2 separate regions of the Pan troglodytes genome follow, and region 1 is linked to region 2. Evidence: chromatin contacts called from public HiChIP or PLAC-seq data. All regions are on one chromosome and are shown on one strand. The core of a region is the stretch at or near the end of the contact, and the rest is flanking DNA. Distances in the headings are between cores, read along the strand shown. Region 1 holds the start of SLC35C2 (solute carrier family 35 member C2). Region 2 holds the start of SLC12A5 (solute carrier family 12 member 5).

Region 1 (3,006 bases), core at 307-2,806, 340 kb after region 2:
CCATCTTCCTAACTGTAACTTGGGCAGCATGGTTTAGTGCTTAAGAGTGTGGGCTTTGGAGTTAGACACTGAGAATCAAATCCTGGTGTCCCTACTCACTACTGTGTGACCCTAAGTTACTTGACCTCTGGACTCAGTTTCTCCAACTGTAAAGTGGCATCAGGTACAGCATTAAATGCTAGCTCATGGTAGAGGCTTACTCCCCTCCTGGTCCCCTTAACAGTGAAACTTCCCCAGAGGACCCTGCACTGCCAGTCCAACTCCTTCACCCCCTGCTCTCACTTCAGCCCATCTCCACTGCTCCAGTGAGTCACCACACCCTCCTCCCTGCTGCCCCTTCAAAGGCTTAATCTCTACTCTTTTTGTTGTTGTTGTTGTTGTTTTGAGATGGAGTTTCAAGGCTGGAGTGCAATGGCGTGATCTCGGCTCACCGCAACCTCCGCCTCCCGGGTTCAAGTGATTCTCCCGCCTCAGGCTCCCGAGGAGCTGGGAATACAGGCATGTGCCACCATGCCCGGCTAATTTTGTATTTTTAGTGGAGACAGGGTTTCTCCATGTTGGTCAGGCTGGTCTCGAACTCCCGACCTCAGGTGATCTGCCCGCCTTGGCCTCCCAAAGTCCTGGGATTACAGGCGTGAGCCACCGTGCCGGGCCGGCTTAGTCTCTATTCTTACCTTACACAATGGATCACTTCCTCCTCCTAGAAAAAACCTTCTCTTGGGTGCCACGATACCACATTCTCCTGGTTTTTCTTCTGCTTTTCTGGACTCTTTATTGGTCTTTTTTGCTGGCACCTTCTTGTCAACTCAATCTATAAAAATTGGGTGCCTAGAGCTTGGAACCTGGCTTCTCTTCTCTCTTAAATCTTACCCTACATAATCTCATCCTACCCAATCCACTTGCCAATGATTTCTAAATTCTTTACATCAGCCCTGATCTTTTCTGTATCAGACTCATATATCTAACTGCCTATTTGGTAGCTGCACTCCAAATATCTAAAACTTAAGATGCCCTAAGAAGATTTCGTAATTATTTCTCACGCTCCCAATCTATCCCAAAGTCATTTAGTAAATGCCAGCATAATACACTTGGTTACTTAAGCCAAAACCAAAAATCTATGATGAAGTCATCTTTGACCACTTATTTCTGTCATTTCTCAAATCCTGCCCTGTCAGTTCCACTTTCAATACACTTCTTGACCCCTCTACTTCTCTTCCTCTCCATTCCCACTACCACAGTCTAAGCCACAATTATCTTTCACCTGCTGACTGCCACTGGTCTAACTGGTCTCCCCGTTTCCTCTTTCGCCCCTAAGGCCTGGAATCTATAAAGCAGCCAGAGAGATGGTACACGAAACAGATCATGCCCTAAGGCTAAGCCCAGCTCCTCAGCCTGGTCCACAAGGAAGGCCTCTGTAACCTCATTCTTCTGCCACCGGTCCCAGCACCCGCCACAGCGGCCCCCTGCCACGTGTCAAACACATCAAACCTGTGTTTTTCTTTACTTGCTGCTCTTCCTGCCTTCAGCTCCCTTCCGCAGACCTCCGCTTGGCTGAATACTTTCTCCAATGCCCCACCCCTCCCAATCCTCGTGGCACTCCCACCTCTGACGTTTCCTTGTTTGCTCACGTGTTTACTGCCCGCCCCAATCCCACCGCGGGAAGCAGCCTCTCAGAGGGCAGAGCCGTGTCCGATTCCGGCCCGGGTCCCGCACCCAGGACGTCGCAGGTGCTCAGGAAATACCAGATGAGCCGGCGTCCGGCAGGTGCCTTGCAGGAGGGCGCTTGGAGACCCCTGCCCTCTCCACAGACGGCGAAACTGAGGCCCGGGGAGGGGCAGGGGCGTGGCGTACCCCATGTCAACCCGCGCATTTCCCGGGCGGGGAGCCCGCTTCCCGTCTCCAGCCCCGGCCCCCCAGCCTCTGGGAGTGCGCCGGGAGGCCGGCCGCGCACCCACTCACCTCGGCCCTGGGAGCTCCAGGCCGGAATCTTCCCACCGGAAGTGCGAGGCCGGATGCCGCCGCCGAACCGCGGCACGGGCGGTAACTTCCGCCGGAAGCTACCCAGGGGCTGGGCGGAGCCGGGGCGAAAAGACGGGGCGGGGCAGCACGGGGGCGGGGCAGCACGGGGGCGGGGCGTCTGTTGTGGTCGGGTTCTGAGGTGGTCTGGTCTTTCTGAGGTACAGCGTAGTTTTGTCCTCCGCGAAGTCCCTCAGGCTCAGAGCACAGCCGTGTAATTGTCTGCGTCTCTCCCGCGCTCAATCAGGGGCTTGCTTTGGAACCCCGGTGACTGCTAGTGTTCTGCATACAGTGAGCATCCAAAAAATGGTAACTTGTTTACTTTTACTGAACAAATTGTTTTTCTTATGTCCAGTCTAATGCTGGGCAACCATGGAATGAACCACGAAGATAAGTATCTCATGGGCTTTTTCTTCTGGGAGCTCAGGCGAGCTGGGGCCATTACAACTTAAAACTTGGGCGATCCAGAAGTAATACGAAACATTTGTGAAATATTTTCTGTATGAAACTTTCTAAGAGTTATCTCAACTTCAATAGGTTGAGTAGGGAGAGAGCATCCCAGATAGAGGAAATGGGAGAATCCTAAAGGAGGGTGAGAAAGGTCCAGCCGTGCCTGGGGCTCACAGGTTGTTTATAACTGTGGTGGTTAAAGTAGCCAAGAGGCAGGTTGCAGTGGCCCCAAAATGCCAGCCTAGGGAGTTCAGATTTTCTTCATCTTGCGGGATGGATTAAAAGGGCAGCATTTGCAGTCAAGAATGTTAGGCCAGGGCAAGCTAGGGTTGCACATTCAGACCCAGTTTTGTGCCTTTTGCCCTCCTCTAGCCTCCTCCTGGGCTCTCTGGCAGTAAGACCAGCTGCAAACATGGATCCTTACAAGTGACTCAGCTGGGATCCCTGGCCCCTCTGAACAGAAGGCTCCAGGCCAGAGTGTAAGCAGTGTTTTATGCAAACTGCGGCTGTCACCGCCGCCAGCTGGCATCATGCAGGCAT
Region 2 (2,871 bases), core at 155-2,654:
TTGTGAGATTCATCCATATTGTTCTGAGAATTGTAGATGGTATTCCATTGTGTGAAGGTACTACGACTTATTTCTCTATTTTACTGTTGACAAGCATTTGGTAGATTCCAATTTGGGGCTATTATGAACAATGCCCCTATGAACATTCATGGTAAATGTCTTTTGGTGATCACAAGTAGTCATTTCTTTCGGGTATATACCTAGGAGAAAAACTGCTGGGTTGAAGGATATGTGTATGTTCACCTTCAGTAGATGTTTCCAAATAGTTTCCCAAAGTAGTTTTTGCCTAACTACACTCCCACCAGCAGTGTGTGAATTGCCAGGATTTCTCCTTGACTTCACTCTTATGGTCACGTGTCACATCCGATCCATCAGTGGGTCCTGATGGTTTCACTTTCAAAACCTAACTGGAATCAGACAACTGCCACCACTCTAGTCTGGCTGTCATCACCCCCCAGCTTGGGGTCTGCAGGAGCCTCCTAATTAGATTTCCAGCTTCTACTCTTGCCATTCTTTAGTTGAACCTTCGCCCAGCAGCCAGAATGATCCTGTTAAATTATAAATTGGATCACATCATTCCCCTGCTCAAAAAATCCAGGCTCCTCCCCAAAGCCTTCAGAAGACCACATGATCTGCCCTTCTCTCCTCCCTCATCTCCAGTCACTCTCTTCTCCACTCACTCTCTTCCAGACACAATGGCCTTGCTGTTTCTTGGACAGTCGGGACTCCTTCTCACTCCAAGGCTCTGCATTTGCTGTTTCTTCTTCTAGAGAACTCTTCCCCCTAGATCTTTGCATAGCTGGCCCTTCTCATCAGTGAGGTCTCAGCTCAAATACCACATCTTCTAGGAGGCCTTCTCAGGCCACCCCTAAAGTAGTCCTCCCTCTTACCCATTATCCCATGGCCCTAGTTTTAAACATACACCCAATCTCAAATGATCTCATCTATGCATTTGCTCACTTATAATCTTTTTCTCCTTATTAGAATTTAAGCCACTTGAGGGCAAGAAGCCAGTTGATCTCATCCACCGACGTATCCCTCGCACCATTGACCGAAACACAGGAGCGCTATCGACATGTGCCGAATGAATGAATGAATGAATGAGCCCCAGGTGTTTAGGAGACCCTAACAGAGGTGCCCCCGTTGTAGGGACGACTCTCACCTGCAGATGGCCTCCTCAGGCCCTTCGGGTGGCATTGGGGAGCCCAGGGCCTCCCAGCGAAGTGGCCAGATTCAGGAACCCTTCGCACAGCGGGCACTAGGACCCTGCGCGGCGCCGCGTCTCGCGGGGGGCGGGCGGGCGGAGGGGGTTGGGGGATCCGCTCTTTCTCCCTCCTAGAGCCTGGTTGCAGCCACTTGTGCGATCCCGGCCCTTGCCGCGGCCGCCTGGCTCCTTTCCGCGCCATGAGCCGCAGGTTCACGGTCACCTCGCTGCCCCCCGCAGGGCCCGCCAGAAGCCCTGACCCAGAGTCCCGCCGGCATTCGGTCGCAGACCCCCGCCACCTCCCGGGGGAAGACGTCAAAGGTAGAGGCCGCAGGGGGCGGGGCCTGCCAGGGCCGGGCGGGACGAGGGGGAGGGGCCGGGGCGGACCGTCTGTTGAAGGGGGCAGGGCCAAGACCGGGGGCGGGGAGGGGTCCCAGCCCTAGGCCTGAGAGGGGAATGGAGCCAGGACTAGGAAACCAAGGGGCCGGGGCCGCGTAACGCAAAGTGTGGAGGGGGAGGGGCCAAACGCGAGGTGGGCGTGGCCACAAGGGAAAGGGGTGGGGCCAGGGAAGGGGTTTGGACGGAGGCGAAGGGGGCGGGTCTGGTGATGGAAGGGCCGGGGTCAAGGTGGAGAGTAGGCCGTAGGGCACTAAAGGGGCGGGGACATCTCGAGTAGGGAGCGGGACCAGAGTGAGGAGGTGGAACTAGGGAAAAAGGGGGCTGTGTGTTGAAGGGGGATGGTCAGGAGCCCCTAAAGGGGAGGCGGCGGGACTAGGTTGGTTTGGGGTCAGGAAAGGGCGGGACCAGTAGGGAATGAGTTGGGCCAGGAGGATGGGAGTGGGGCCTGGGAGGGGGGTGGGGTCGAGGGCGGGAGGAAAACTGAGTCAGGTTTGCCGAGGCAGGTGCCAGGTCAGCGGGTCCTCGGTGCCTGGCGGATCCTCCAATCCTCTAGCTCCCTGGAGGCTTAGCGGACAGCGACTGGGGATCCCGGGAAGGAGACGGGAGGCAGGGAAGTTAGTATGGATCCTGGGCAGCGAGATTCAGGGAGGATGCCGTAGGGTCGCTGATCCCGACTCTTGGGGACCCACTTAGCTCCTTGTCTGCTCGAGCTCCGTAAGGGTTGGGAGGAGCCAGCTCAGGTGGGGTTGGGGGCGTCTTCCTCGCGGGCCCTGTGCAGGGTCTTGTAATGGAAGTTACACGCAGGGCACAGAGTATAGGGGAGGGGAAAGATCCTTCTGGCCTTCGGTGGAGAAGTAGCATCCTGGGTGCGTGCACAGTCTCCCCTCAGGGGGCACTCATCAGGGGTCCTCTCCCTGGCTCTGAGGCCCTCGGGTCTGGAAGGAACAAGGCGAATCGGCTTGTAGTGGCCCCAGCGAGGGGAGGAGGAGGAGGAGGAGGAGGAGGAAGAGGAGGAGGAGGAGGAGGAGGAAGAGGAGGAGGAGGAGGAGGAGGAAGAGGAGGAGGAGGAGGAGGAGGAGGAGGAGGAGGAGGAGGAGGAGGAGGAGGAGAAGAAGCCTCCCCAGACCGCCAGGGGTCGCTGCCGAGCCGCAGGTGAGCTCGCCCCGAAGCAAACCCAAGCGCCGAACCCCCTAGAGTAACCCTTAGGGGGTTATCTGGCGGACCTCCTCATTGTACAGATGACCAAATTGAGGCCTGGAATTCCGAAT

The links. HiChIP or PLAC-seq counts read pairs in DNA pulled down with a chosen protein or histone mark.
Region 1: a contact with region 2 is called in an H3K4me3 HiChIP or PLAC-seq map of stem cell-derived excitatory neurons, with 4 times the contacts expected there. The contact joins the promoter of SLC35C2 here to the promoter of SLC12A5 in region 2. A contact is called at or near these places in 1 of 7 Hi-C or Micro-C datasets (stem cell-derived neural progenitor cells) and 1 of 1 datasets of contacts at active chromatin or transcription factors (stem cell-derived excitatory neurons).

Annotation. Positions count from the first base shown.
Region 1 is chr21:52,627,241-52,630,246 of NHGRI_mPanTro3-v2.0_pri, forward strand. SLC35C2 (solute carrier family 35 member C2) reads right to left here and starts at 1,557. Exons shown (of 10, transcript NM_001280116.1): 1 at 1,489-1,557.
Region 2 is chr21:52,285,134-52,288,004 of NHGRI_mPanTro3-v2.0_pri, forward strand. SLC12A5 (solute carrier family 12 member 5) reads left to right here and starts at 1,405. Exons shown (of 26, transcript XM_016938021.2): 1 at 1,405-1,525. The coding sequence starts at 1,405.